3 separate regions of the Sus scrofa genome follow, and regions 1 and 3 are each linked to region 2. A link is a contact called in public Hi-C and HiChIP or PLAC-seq data. All regions are on one chromosome and are shown on one strand. Each heading gives the region's core, a stretch centred on a gene start, on an enhancer-like site or on the middle of the called end of the contact. The rest is flanking DNA. Distances are from core to core; before and after follow the strand shown. Region 1 overlaps REV3L (DNA polymerase zeta catalytic subunit). Region 2 overlaps FYN (FYN proto-oncogene, Src family tyrosine kinase). Region 3 overlaps REV3L (DNA polymerase zeta catalytic subunit).

Region 1 (4,391 bases), core at 318-2,817, 260 kb after region 2:
ATGTTACATTTTAGGTCAGAAGACATGTCTTCATCTACATGGCATCTTTCCTTACCTCTATGTGCCATATGATGGTTATGGACAGCAGCCAGAAAGCTATCTTTCTCAGATGGCATTCAGTATCGACAGAGCACTTAATGTGGCTTTAGGCAAACCATCTTCCACTGCTCAGCACGTGTTCAAAGTGTCATTAGTATCAGGAATGTAAGTATATAATAACATCTTTTAAAATTCTGTGTTATCTGTATTTATGCTGCTCTCCTAGTTAAGAGAAAACATAACCAAATATACTTTGTTCATTTTTCTTTTACTTCTAATCTAAGGGCACTGGGGTGAATTTCTTACTATTTAAAAATTTTTTTGCAACAAAAGATAGATGGGTAACAGGGATTTTGGTTTTAACTTTTTCCACTTCTCTGCTTCTTAGAACTGTAGAAATTCATGTAATTCATTGGTCAGATATTTATTGAGAACCTTTTATGTGCCAGGCACTATTCTAGGTTCTTGGGATTGGTGAACAAAACTAAGATCCCTGTCCCCATGGAGGTTATAACATGAGATAATTTTATTTATTTATTGTGATAAATAAGTGCCGTAGAACAAAATATATAAAACAGGATAAGAAGGATCTGTAGCATGGGGTGGGGAAGTGGAGTGGTGGCAGTTTGTCATTGACAAGGTAAATTTGATGTTTGAGCTAAGACTTGAAGGTGAGGAAATGGGAACAAAATGGAGGCCAGATGACTGGAATGGAGGGGAAGGAGAGTGGACAAAATGAGGTTGGAGAGAAGTGAGAGGATAGAGATCTTATTGGCCAGTGGATCACCAAAGTCAGTTTTACGTAGTTTGACAGCCATGAGAATGCACCTCTCAGATCTCCAAATAACAAGGAGCATAATTGAACAATGGCCCCAGCTACCTCACTAAAATCTATCCATCTATCATCCCATATAAGCTGAAGCTGCTTTCCATAGGCTACTCCCAGTCAGTGACTAATAAACATGGCAAAGATGCTAAGGCAGACCTGTTTCTGGGAGACATTGAGGGCTCTTGGACAGCCTTTCTGAACTTTCATTAGAATCATACTGTACTAGAAGACACTTCCACCGATCTTCTCTCTGTCCCTCTCTCCCCACTTGGATCAGACCTGTATCTAAGTCTGGTAGTTGTCCCAGCCACTCCCAGATTCCTCCTTATATTCTCTCCAAGGAGTTTCCACTAATAAATTTCTTGCACATTTTGACATTTACTTCTTGAAGGACTCAGACTTAACACACTTGAGAACTTAGTTAAATATATTCTTTCATCCCACCCCAGACCTGATGACTCTAGTGGTGGGGCCCAGAAGTTTGTGTTTTAATAAGCCTTTCTGTCGATTCTGACACATACTCAAGTTTGAAAACCACTACAGTAAGCTATTCTAAGGACTTTAGCTTTTACTCTGAACTATTGCCTGCTTTTGAGCAGCCATGATGTAACTGAAACTTGAAAGGGTCACTTGAGCAACTATGAGAAGAATAAATCATGGGAGCATAAGATTAGTAGCAGGGAGGAGTTCCTTTGTGGCATAGCTGCTTACGGATCTGGTGTCATTTCTGCAGCAGCTTGGGTCGCCTGCTATGGCTGGATCCAATCTCTAGCCTGAGAATTTCCACCTGTCACAAGTGTGGCCAAAAAAAAAAAAAAAAAAAAAAAAAATAGTACAAGAAGGGAGAACATTAAGACTCTGTTTCATTAATTTGAGTGAGAAAATAAGGTGGCTTGAATGAGGACAGTAGCAGGAAGTGGTGAGAAGTAGTCAGCTCCTAGATCTGTTCTGAGTGTAGGATCACCAAGATTGCTATCTTTACTGGATGAGGTTTTAGAGAGGAGTCAAGGATGACTCCAGAATATTTAGTCCATGCAGGTGGAGCAGGCCGGCAGGAAAGATTTGAAGTTCATACTGGAACATATGAGTTGGATATATCTTTATGAAATCCATATTGAATCTGTCTGCTTCTTCCACCTTAATCCAGTTTTTCACCTGGACCACCACTTTATCGTTTTAATTGGATTTTCTTCTGTTCATGTCTCTCTCCAGAGCTGCACAAGTACTCTTCTTAAAATGTAAATTGGGTCCTGTTTAAAGTATTTAAAATCCTTGAGTGACTTCATATTGTTTATAAAATAAAACTTAAGCTTCTAACCATAGCCTATGTGATCTAATCCCTGCCTACCTCTGTAGCTTTGTTCACTGTGTTCCATCCAAAAGCACTGGTCTTTTTTCAATTCCTCTCATGTACTGAGCTCTTTCCTACCCTTGTACGTGCAGTTTCCTTTCTTTGAGTGCTCTACCCTTCCCCAATCCTTCACATCTTTCATATCTTCAGAGAAGTTTTCTCTCATTTCTCTTCTTAAAATAGGTTTTCATTTTTATTATTATTCTGTATCTTGGCCCATTCTTTGTTTCCTTTAGTGCTTACTGCAGTTTGCAGTTATTTTAATGTTTTGTTTGTTAATTTTTATGTGCTTATCCCACCAGCATGTACATTCTATGAGTAAAAAGAACATGTTTGTCTTGTCCATAATTATATCCCTAGCACTTCGTATGACATTGGGTCACTTAGTAGACATGGTTCAGAACTATTTGGTTGAATAAATGTATGAGGTGAAACAACCATCCTATGATAACAATAATTAGGTTAAAGATAATCATTAGCTAACTTTCATATACATATTCTTATTTCAAAGTTGAATCTCCAAAACAGCCTAGTGAAATGAATAGTCACCAATCTTCTGTATTTTTGATGGGCATTTGTTAAAAGCATAGCCATATTTTTAAGAATAGTTGAGTCACAAATCTAAACACTTAGAGGTAAAAGATGAGCTGTTCAGTCTAATTTATGGCTGCCATTCTCTTTTTTTCTCCTGTTCTAATATTTTTGTTTGTTTTTTTCCTTATCTAGCTCTTCTTTTCCATTACCATGAATTCTAGCTTCTGTGATTCCTTTACTTCTTCAATATTCCCTACTTCTTTAAGGTAGACCTGGTTGCATCTAGCTACCAGGTTAAAATTTGTACAAGATTTAATTCCAGCCTTCTTAGACAGTACATTATTCTTGAAGCTGGGATAAGGAGACCCCAGCCTTAAAAAACTTGTTTCAGGGATTCCCTGCCACTTAACTACCATGATTCTAGAAACTATTCTGTAAGATTCTTAATCTAAATTAATTGAGTTTTTGCTATCTCTGCTCATTTTTTCCTCATTGTTATATTAAAAAGCTAACTGATTATCAGATACAATTTTTTAAGTATAAACACATCTACTCTCCAACTCTGTGCTCCATCTACTGTATTTCTCCCAAGAGTCTCCTTGTTGAGGAATTTTTTTTGACAAAATCAGCTAAAGCCAATATCAGAAGTGAGGATTGCAGGTTAAATTATACAGAGAAGAAGCAGAAAACTGAATTTATAGAATTTCTTGGCTAGAAGAAGCAAAAAATGAATTTATAGAATTTCCAGACTATATTTTGGGGCAATAGGTATGAAAGCAGAATCCTATATTTAAAAAGAATTTTGGAGATTTAAGAGTCTTGTATTCAGTTTTTGAAATTTATGAGATTCTAGTTGTAAAAACCTAAAGATTGTCAGCAAAACTAAAACAAAGCCAAGATAACATGGACCACACCAGTTTAGATTTAATTCTTTCTTTCCCATTTACCTAGCTAAGGGTAACCCCAGTCTTTAGTCAAGAGAGCTATATTTGTATATATGCAAAATACTGTAGCAGGAGAAATAAAGAGTTGAGTTTTGCCAGTGAGAGAGAATGAGATTATTCATGTAATGTGTCTTTCACTCCTTCCTTCATGGCAACAAAAAACAGGGTGAACAGCATCAAACTAGACAGGAAGTGGTAAGTGTTTAAAAAAAAAAACAAAAAAAATGCAAAGAAAGATAAAGGGGAGAGGATATGGAGTGATGGTTAGAGCAGACCTCAGGAGGTGAGTTTGAGCAGAGACCTGGATGGAGATAGAAAGTATGCCATGCAAAGGTGCCCAGCAGAACCTTCCAGGCAGAGGGAATGTCATGTTACTTGAAAGTGGGTAAGTTAGAGGGGGCTGAAGTTTTATAATGACTGGAGGAAAAAGGAAGAGTGGGTCTGAGATAAGATTGGAGTGAGTAAAGGATGAAATAAAGAATCTTCTCAACCTTTTTTTTTTTTTTTTTAATAGAAATTGCCATACAGATTTTAATAGAAATCTGCCTTACAGGTCAGATAGTTTTGACCTAAAGGCTTGAAATAGCTTATCCTTTTTTAAAAAAGTTGTTTAAGTATACCCAAAATAATGATTCTGTTACCAAATTACTTCTGTATTTGAAGTCTACTACCTATCAGACATGACAAAGAGAAG
Region 2 (4,495 bases), core at 259-2,758:
TCAGCCAAGGGTGCTTTGTCCTCTGCCCCATCCACAGTCCCCAGGCTTCTCCTCACAGTGTTCTCTCCAGAAGGAATCCTGCCTGTAATGCCCTGGAGTCACGTTGTCACCTCCCCTTACAAGGTTTCTCTTGGCCAGTGTGCTGGTGAAGGAGGAGGGAGGGCAGCCAGGGAGTCCTGCCTTCTGCAGCTCTTCCCTCTCAGCTGGGCTGGGCGCTTCCATGGCCTTCCTAGGGGGCACCCTCCCTCCCTTTCCCTTTCCCCTTTTCTGGGACAAAGGAGCTCTTCAAGAACTGGTACTGTCAGCTTTAAATAAGCCACGTACGTGTGTTATGGTACCTGAGTGGCCATCATTTCTGTATTTATCAATACCGTGGGCTTAATAAAAACAGCTGTCCTGAGGCGATCTGCTTAAGATGAGGAAAGAGAAACAAAACTAGTCATTTTTGTGCCTTCTCAAAGTCATGCCTTCGTTTTCAGCAATTCTCTTTGAGCAGCATCTATCTGCCCAAAATCTGGACTTTGATCTCATAACCGCAGCCTAACTTGAAGCGTCCCAGTTGTTGCCCAGTCAGATAACGGGAGCACATGAGGATCTGATAGCATGCTCATGCTGAGCAAGCACCATTAACTTGCTCCCCTTCCTTCCTCCCTCAGCACTCAGCACTCGCACAGCACCGCTCAGCACACAAGTAAACATGAGGGCTTTTTGTAGGGTTTATGCAGAGAAGCCAGGGGGAGCCTCTGACGGAAAGCCTCATGCACAATAGGGTATAATTTCCTTTCAGCGGAAAGCTCGCTTTGCAAAAGCTGGATATCTGAGAACATGAACATCCCTCCCATTGTCAAAATGCTTAATTATTCACCTGGCACGCAAATCCAGGTTCTCGCAACCCCTCATTCCAATCCAGATGCAGACCTGAACGGGTACCAGCAAAAATCCCTAATGGTGCAGAGGTGGCCCCTCAGAGATCCATATTAAGGAGCTGCACAAACCGAGAGCCATGAAGCCCAACACCTTCCGTTCATAGAAGACTTCTTTTCTGACAGCAGAAAACACGGTGGATGTTGAGGTGTTTTGTTGGCAAAAGAAGACACCGAGGCCAGCGGAAGTCAAGGCACCTACTGAGAGGCACAGACTCAGAAGTGATGAAGGGGCCAATGCAAATGAATTGTTTTCTCCCTTGGAGAGTCTGCAAGAAAATCAAGGAGGTTCCCCTGAGTTCATATGTAGCTCAAGAAGAGGAATAGGAAAGTGCAAAAAAAAAAAAAAAAAAAAAAAAAGAGGGAGGGAAAAAAAGAAAGAAGGGGAAGAAGACACACATGTGAAAGTAGGCGTTGCTGGCAACCATACCTAGGAAGGGTTGGAAAGTGAGAGTGGAAACCTGACCTCAATTCAGAAACCAAGAGGAAGCCAGCAAAATGATTTGGAAAGGATAATCGGGTCATAATGGCAGGAAGTGAATACGGTCCACTTGGCAGGAGAATCTCAGCTGCAGGGTTTGGGGCAGACCGGCTAGAAATGGTGCTGCCAGCAACCACGTGGGAAAGCCTGACTGCAGGGTGACAGGAAGATCCCGGGAAGAGGAATTTGAGATCGAACCCCAGCACAGCAGATGACGCAGGTTTTCTGTGAACTGATACCACTGGACTGTGTCCTAGGAGAGTGACCCATGGAAAGGCCCCGTTTTCCTGACCCACCCCAGCGAGAGAGCAAGAGGGTCAGCAGCCACGGCAGTGGGGACAGAGGAGGACAGGGCTGGCCTGAAAACAGCTAGCGAGTCTCCTCTCTGGCCGCCAAGCCCTGCGCCTTTTCTCTGATGGGGAGGTTGGGAACCAGGCAACGTGCCCTGGGAAGCTTTGTGACCATGACTCTTCCCACGGTCAGATGCCACTGGCGGATAGAGGCCATCCTCCTGTTGCAAAACGGTCTCTGTTGCCACTGCCACTAGGAACCATCGTTGGCAGAGTTTCCCTGAAACCTGTCCCTACACCATATTTTAAAGTTTCTGTCTTTTCTGTTTCTCTCCTGGCATTCTCTCCACTGAAGGAGAGGAAAAAAAAGGAAGCGCGTTCCCAGGCACACCCCTGCCTGGAGGGGTGAGAGGAGGAGCAGGAAGAGGGTGCAGGCAGAAAGGAGGTGGAGAGCAGATGCATCCAGGGAGCTGACAGCCCCCCACCCCCCAGCAGGACTGAGTCCAGCTCCGCCCCTGGTCACAACTGCCCCGGGAGCAGGCTGCCTCGGGAGACGCTACATGTTGATGGTCAAGTTACTGCACCAGCTGCAGCCAAGGCTCAGGCAGAGCTCTGGAAAGATGGGCTTGACCCAAGCAGCCAATTAAACTTTCCACTGGTGGAGACTGAATCAAGAGTTTTAAAATAATACGTGAAATCTTTCCAGTTGAGCAGTTCGTTTTGTCATAACACGAAACAGTTATTGACAGAAGCACCACAGAGCAAGAGGAGAATGACTCAGGAAACTCCGGGGTGTCGTTTTGGACGGTCCCTGGGCCAGAAGAGAGCATTAAAAGGCATGGGGTGGGGGGTGCAGGTTATAAGTACCTGTCAGACCTGAGGGTCAGATCTTCCCTTCGATCCTCGCAGGGCGGGGGATAAGGGGATTTCTGCAGGTTTGGGCTGTGTGGTTCTGAGATATTATGAAACCAAGGGCTGTGCTGAAATACAACGCAAATGCTTTGGACAGTGCCAGTCCTGAGACATGCTTATGCTCTCTTCCTAACCTTTCCGGGCCGCTGGAATGTGGTGGCTGCTGTCCCTTGTGCCACGGCTGCCCAGCCACAGCCCTTGGGACTGAATGTGCTTCAGAGTCAGAATTTTTTCTTTTAAGGAAGCCCATACAGAATTTTTTTTTAAGGATGTCCATTTCTTTAAGGAAATGAAAAAAAAAAAATAGACCATAATTTATATAACACCCTAGGAGAGTCTGGGACTGCACTCTGTTCAAACACATTCTTACTTCTGCAACGATACGTATGAAGAAATAAAAACAGTCAACAGCCTCATACCCGGTCAAATTTTATGGCCAAATGAGATGAGTTCCCAGAACTTTTGGTTTGCAGAGGTTGTTGGATTGGGGAATTGCAGATAAGGAAATGCTCATCCCTGCCCCTATTTGTCCAGAGCGCTGTGGGATGCTCTCCTGGCAGCCCTCCCTTCTCCCCTTGCTTCTGGATCGCTGCCCCATCTGGTTGTCATTTGAGTTTTCAGTAGTTGGAGGAGGGTGTAAGGCAGTTAGCCACAGAGCTGACCAAACATCCAACTGAAGAGAACCCCCGGTAAAGTCAGGGAGGGCACAGAGGCGGGGGACCCAGACTCACTCACCGAACCTCTCACTAAAATAAGGGTCACTCTGAAATGTGAGCAAGGTTATATTAGGATAATTACATTGAAAGCCTTCCTCAGCCCAGCAGGAATAATCCATGGACTTTATCCCCTCCAGGAAGTATGGTGGCAGAGAATAAGAAAGCATCCTAAAAAGGTTTTGGATAAGCATGTGGCTGACAGCCCCAGGAGCCCAGATAAACCCAGCTCCAAAAGCAGCAACAGAACAAAGAGAGATGGCAACAGATCCCAAAGTCTGAGTGTCCCCTACCCATGGGACAGGGTTGTGATCTGAGCCCAGCTGCTGTGGCCAGTCCTGCAGGGTTCTAGCCAGTGGGTGGCCACTATCATCCAGAATTAAAGAGGCTGCCACATGCCTGCGCTGTGTCCTGCTGATTATATTCCTGAGAGCAAGGGGGAAAAAACCTGGGTTTCTGAATGGTTGGGACTCAGGTTCCTGATTTTATAAATTAACTGGGTCAGAAGTTGGAGAGGATTCTAGAGGGTAGACTCAGTCAGGGCCAGGGAGCAGCCGAAACAGACAAGGGCTTGGCAGGTGATGGCAGAACAAGACATGGCCCCCCAAATGGAAGGGAAACCAGAAAAGAGCGCCTGACAGTGATTGGGGAAAGGGCCAGGGCCTCCGGCTCCCCCTGAGCATGGTATTTCCTGTTCTGTCAAGAAGGCCAGCGTGCAGAGAGGCTGCACCTCTCAGGGGTTAGCAGTCTCCCAGAATGTCTCCTGGTAGCTCCATGCAGCCTGAGGTTTCAGCATCGGACAGCCCCCCACCCCACCCCACCCCCCAGAGGTCACAAAGGTCTCCAATGACAGATGGCCTGTCCAAGGTCATCTGTAAACACAGACACCCTGTCTCCCCATCAGAGTCAGCAAACCTCGGGGCACTTGGGGGTCGAGGGGCTGGACGGTGCCTAGCATGGTCACGTGATGTCAGATTGTGGCTGGTGGGGCGCCAGAGCTTCCCCAGGCGCGAGGACAGCCAATTGAGGAAGTTCATCAATAGAGCTTATAAACAAAGGACAGTTTCCTTTTCATTCCATGGATTTTTTTTTTTGTCTTCATATATATATATATATATTTTGTCAGTTTAATGGAAGTATCATTTACATATAACAGAATTCAACAGTTTTAAGAAT
Region 3 (5,005 bases), core at 2,342-4,841, 340 kb after region 2:
TATGGCAGCTGCCTCTCCCTCCTGTGCTCTGCCAAAGATGAAGTAGGTTATATGTCCATCTGTTCCTTGATAGACTTGTTACCTGTGAAATGTAGTTCACCTGATTCTTTTATAACCACAACTTATTGATGGCCTCAATAAAACTTATGATTTTGTCTATTACCCCAGTTTTTATCATTTTTAGACTGGAGTAATGTTCTTTCTTTCTCTCTCTTTTTTTGCTTTTTAGGGCCACACCTGTGGCATATGGAAGTTCCGAGGCTAGGGGTTGAATCGAAGCTGTAGCTGCGGGCCTACACAGCCACAGCAGCGAGGGCACAAAGCTGCATCTGCAACCTACACCACAGCTTGTGGCAGCGCCAGATCCTTGACCCACTGATCAAGGCTGGGGATTGAACCTGCAACCTCATGATTCCTAGTTGGATTCATTTCCTCTGTGCCACAATGGGAACTCCTCATTTGCTTTTGTTTTCAGTAATTTCACTAAGATATTCCTAGAGTAGGTTTTTTTCTTTTAATCTTTCATAGTGTTGACTGACCTCCTTTTTTTTTCTTTACCTATTTATTTTGTATGTAATTTCGAAAGGTTACACTCCATTTAGAGTTATTAGAAAATTTTGGCTATATTCTCTGTGTTGTACAGTATATCCTTGTAGCCTGTCTTACACCCAGTAGTTTGAGCTTTGTAGATCTTTAATTTTTCTTCAAATTTAGGAAATTTTTGGCTATTATTTCTTTAAATATTTTTTCTGCCCCTATTCTTTTTTCTAAGAGTCCAGTTACATGTATATTACACTGTTTGACAGTGTCCCATAGATCCTTGAGGCTCTGTACATTTCACCCTTTTCCTAAAAACCTCTTTAGGTTTACTAACTTTCTCTGTCATCACCAAACTGCTAAGAACAGCCAGTAAATTTTGTATTTCAGTTGTTTTTGGTTCCAGAATTCTCACTTGGTTCTTTCTTTTGATGGTTTCCATATTGAATAGGTTTCCTTGTCTGTTCACTGATTAAGACTGTTTTTCTTTTAACTTTTTTTTCTTTCTTCTTAGGGCCGTATCTGCAGCATATGGAAGTTCCCAAGCTAATGGTCAAATCGGAGCTGAAGCTGCTGTCCTATGCCACAGCCATAGTGATGCCAGATCTGAGCCACGTCTGACCTATGCCATAGCTTTGGGCAACGCTGGATCCTTAACCCACTGAGCAGGGCCAGGGATCAAACCCGCATCCTCTTGAGTACTAATTGGGTTCATTACTGCTGAGCCACAATGGGAACTCCTCTTTAACTTTTTTTTATTATTGTTTCTTTAGATTTTTGAACATATCTGTAATAGTTACTAAATCCAATACCTGGCCATCTCTGTATTAGTTTCTATTGACTGCTTTTTTCTCAACTGTGGATCATATTTTTTTTGTTATTTCTTTGCATGATTATGTAACAGATACTGTTACAGATCACAGTATGTAATAGTTACTGTAATAGATACTCTGTTTGTTTTACAGATTCTGGATTTTCATTATCTTCCTCTGAAGCATTTTTATTTTTGCTCTAGTAGGCAATTCAGTTATTGGCTGATCACCTTGAACTTGTGCAGACCTGGTTTTTATGCTTTGTGAAGGTGAATCTCTGAACAAAGTCCAAGGTGCTTCCTAAGCCCCTTCAATTTGAGAAAACTCAGTCTCCAAATTCTAGCCCATGTGCATGTTGTTAGTACTTGGTTTTAGGATTATCTCCAGTTGGCCTTCTCTTAATACAAAGGCCTCCTAAAGCATGGGTTTTCTGGGCTCTCAGCTGGATGCCTTTGTTGTTAATAAAGGGGATAATGAGGTCTCTCCACTCTGGCATGCCTAGACCTCCAACTGCAACAGTATCTGGCAAGTTCTTTTCCAAACTAAAGCCCACAGCAGTTGCTCTCTTGTAAGCCTCATGTAGTTTCATCCTGCTCATTTGCAGCAGAGCCCTGGGTCACTTACTCACAGGAAATCCCCACCTATACTTCCAACTGCTAACTCCTGCCCCTTGCACAGGTGCTCTGTCCCATAGATTTCATCTGCAACCTACCAGAACTCTAATCTCTGCCTTCTTGGCTTAGCAGTATAGCCATGCTACGCTGTGACTCTTGCACACTACATGTTTAGGAAATTGTCTCCTCAGAGACTGGAGTTCGCCTCATGAGTTTCTTGTCTATAGGCACATGGTCCTGTACTGCCTGTTATTCATTGCAGAGAGACAAGTACCTTGACTCTATCCAGGCAGGAAGGCTAGTCTAGTTCCAGTTACTCTACAGTAGTCAGAAGGGAAAGTTCCCGCTTCTACTTTTCTTCAAGTGAAAGGTGAAATGAATAGTTAAGCTTAGAAAATAGCTGCATAGGAGTTCCCCTTGTGGCTCAGTGGTAATGAACATGACTAAAATCCATGAGGATGCAGGTTCAATCCTTACCTTGCTCAGTGGGTTAAGGATCTGGCATTGCTGTGAGCTTCAATGTAGGTTGCAGACGCGGCTTAGATCTGGCATTGCTGTGACTATGGCATAGGCCAGCAGCTGCAGCTCTGATTCGACCCCTAGCCTGGGAACTTCCATATGCTGTAGGTGTGGCCCTAAAAAAGCAAAAACAAACAAACAAGCAAAAAAATAAATATCTGCATAAATATAGTCCTAAGATTGCAATATCTGATGTTTGAAATGAATAAAACTCTGCTTATTGAATTGTAAAGCCATAACATGGTGAAGACGGGAAGGTACAGCCTTAACAACAGTTTGATATGCTTGGGAAAACTGCTTTCTGGGCATATCATCTTATCCTCCCATCTTTTTGAGGAATCTCCCAAGGAAGTAAAGTGAAATCACAGAAAGCACTGAGCTTATGATTAAATAGAAACAGAAGCCTGGGAGTAGTTATGTACAAGTAAATAAAATGTACAAGTTATGTACAAGTAAATATTTAACATTGAAATTAAAACTTAACATTGAAAACTACATTCAGTGGTTTGTTTATAAAGTCTAAAATGCTCTAAATGCATATTTTGCTACCTCTATTTAGGTATTTCCTAGGATAAGTCTGTTTTCGCCAAGTGAAATACAAAACTGGACTTAACATACTACATAAGGAACTTGGACAAGACATTAGATGATTTATGTTAAATGGATTTTGTTGCATGGAGAGACCACGCACTCTTCTTTGGAGATACTTTAAGAGAGCAATTTATTTTTAAATTTAAGTGAATTATTATCCATAAAATAAGTCATACTTTTTATATTTACATTTGCTTTCTGCAGTGTTTTAAGGTATAAAAAAAATTGTGTGTGTGTATTAAATTGACTTAGAAATGAGAGAAGCTTGCTAATCAAGGATTTCTTGTATTAAATCTGTTTGTAAAGGACAAAATCACCCTAATTACTATTATTTTGTTTTTGTAAACTCAAGTTTGGGTCTCCTGGAAGCCCTTGATTTATATGAATTAGTTATGTTCTCAAAGTTTGTTGTTTAGGACTTAGAATGCATTTTTCCATAAATTGTATCTCATGATCTGACTCCTAAATTGGCCTATGAAACTTTCCTAATCCCTAGTGTGATCTAGATAACTCATAATAGCATCATGATTTCATCAGCTATCCAAGGAATAGTTATCGAATACTATTCCAGTTTCTGAACTAGGAGCTATATAGCAGAGGGTTATATAGCTCAAGAAGGTAATAGAAATTTTCTTCATTTCCTGTGTATAGGGCCAATCCATAGAAAAAGTTCTGAATAAAGTTTGTACCTGGATTTTTTTTTTCTTTTTTTCTTTTTAGGGCCACTGCCGAAGCATGTAGAAGTTCCCAGGCTAGGGGTCAAATTGCAGCTTTAGCTGCCAGCCACAGCCACAGCAACACCAGGTCCAGACATATCTGTGACCTATACCACAGCTCACGTTAACACCAGATCCCCAACTCACTGAGTGAGGCCAGGGATCAAATCCTCATGGATACTAGTCAGATTTGTTTCCGCAAGAGGAACTTTCTGTACCTGGAATTTTTATGTCTCCTTTTTTGTCACCTTCTTCCCACATGCCCTGTATCTAAAATTATCCTGTCACCTCAAGTTGCTCCAAGTTCAACCATTTCAGCACCTACCCAAGCCTATAAGTAGCTTATGCTAATTATATTTCCCTTCCTCTTCCCCAGATCAAAGTTTGTATTTGCTTATTATACTTAAGTTTGACAAAGTAATAGGAAGATAATTTTTTTAACAACGAAAAGTTACCTAAAATACAGCTTTGTCATGTAGTGTTGGTTTGTTTGTTATTGTCTTTTTTTTAAGCCCGCATTCACAGCATGTGGAAGTTCCCATATGGAAGTTCCAGACTAGGGGTCGAATCGGAGCTGTAGCTGCTGGGCCTACACCACAGCCACAGCAACATGGGATCCGAGCTTCATCTGAGACCTACACCACAGCTCACAGCGACGTCAGATCCTTAACCTTCTGAGTGAGGCCAGGGATTGAACCCAAGTCCCCATGGATCCTAGTCAGGTTTGTTACCACTGAGCCACATTGGGAACTCCGTTTTTTATTTTTTAAGAGACCACAATTACCCATTCTCTTTCTTTACCACATGGCTAGCCAAATAGGACTAGAAAGTAGGAATGAAGGTGATTTTATTTCAAAAAGATCACTTTTTAAATACTCTTAAAAATATATTAGGAAAGATGTAGAGTGATATCAACAAGCAATCGGATGCCCAGGCAGGACCCTCCTTTCCCCTACAAGCACACTGATTCAGTAACAGTTCACAGACAGATTTCTTTTGTGAGAGATCCAGAAACTAATTGAAAGGCTCCTACACCCTGGGCAAATGCAGAACCAGACTCAACAAAGCTGGGAGGGAGATTCTGGACACCCTCTTGCCAGAGGCCATGCCCCTGACCCAGAGCCGTACAGTCATGAGAAGGCCCCTATCTCCTAGCTTTTCCTGGGAGGGGGTGGGGTAGGGTGGGTTCATGTGTCTAGCACCTCAGCTTTTCTGA

Evidence for each region. Hi-C and Micro-C count contacts between places; a contact is called where the count stands out from the background. HiChIP or PLAC-seq counts read pairs in DNA pulled down with a chosen protein or histone mark.
Region 1: a contact with region 2 is called in a Hi-C map of skeletal muscle, with 7 times the contacts expected there. The contact joins two enhancer-like sites. A contact is called at or near these places in 1 of 47 Hi-C or Micro-C datasets (skeletal muscle) and 1 of 2 datasets of contacts at active chromatin or transcription factors (skeletal muscle).
Region 3: an H3K27ac HiChIP or PLAC-seq map of skeletal muscle shows a contact between it and region 2. The contact joins two enhancer-like sites. A contact is called at or near these places in 3 of 47 Hi-C or Micro-C datasets (psoas muscle and skeletal muscle) and 1 of 2 datasets of contacts at active chromatin or transcription factors (skeletal muscle).

The regions. Positions count from the first base shown.
Region 1 is chr1:77,330,542-77,334,932 of Sscrofa11.1, reverse strand. It overlaps REV3L (DNA polymerase zeta catalytic subunit), which reads left to right. Exons shown (of 33, transcript XM_021091241.1): 3 at 15-204. The coding sequence starts at 110. Among named protein-coding and RNA genes, the nearest start is that of REV3L, 68 kb to the left of the region's middle. Within about 2 kb of position 1,567, at least 5 of the 83 cell types and tissues checked have an H3K27ac peak or open chromatin away from gene starts, as enhancers often do. A contact at or near this core is called in skeletal muscle, where this site is marked.
Region 2 is chr1:77,586,739-77,591,233 of Sscrofa11.1, reverse strand. All of the region lies in intron 10 of FYN (FYN proto-oncogene, Src family tyrosine kinase), which reads left to right. Among named protein-coding and RNA genes, the nearest start is that of TRAF3IP2, 48 kb to the right of the region's middle. Within about 2 kb of position 1,508, at least 26 of the 83 cell types and tissues checked have an H3K27ac peak or open chromatin away from gene starts, as enhancers often do. A contact at or near this core is called in skeletal muscle, where this site is marked.
Region 3 is chr1:77,247,062-77,252,066 of Sscrofa11.1, reverse strand. All of the region lies in intron 22 of REV3L (DNA polymerase zeta catalytic subunit), which reads left to right. Among named protein-coding and RNA genes, the nearest start is that of MFSD4B, 90 kb to the right of the region's middle. Within about 2 kb of position 3,591, at least 3 of the 83 cell types and tissues checked have an H3K27ac peak or open chromatin away from gene starts, as enhancers often do. A contact at or near this core is called in skeletal muscle, where this site is marked.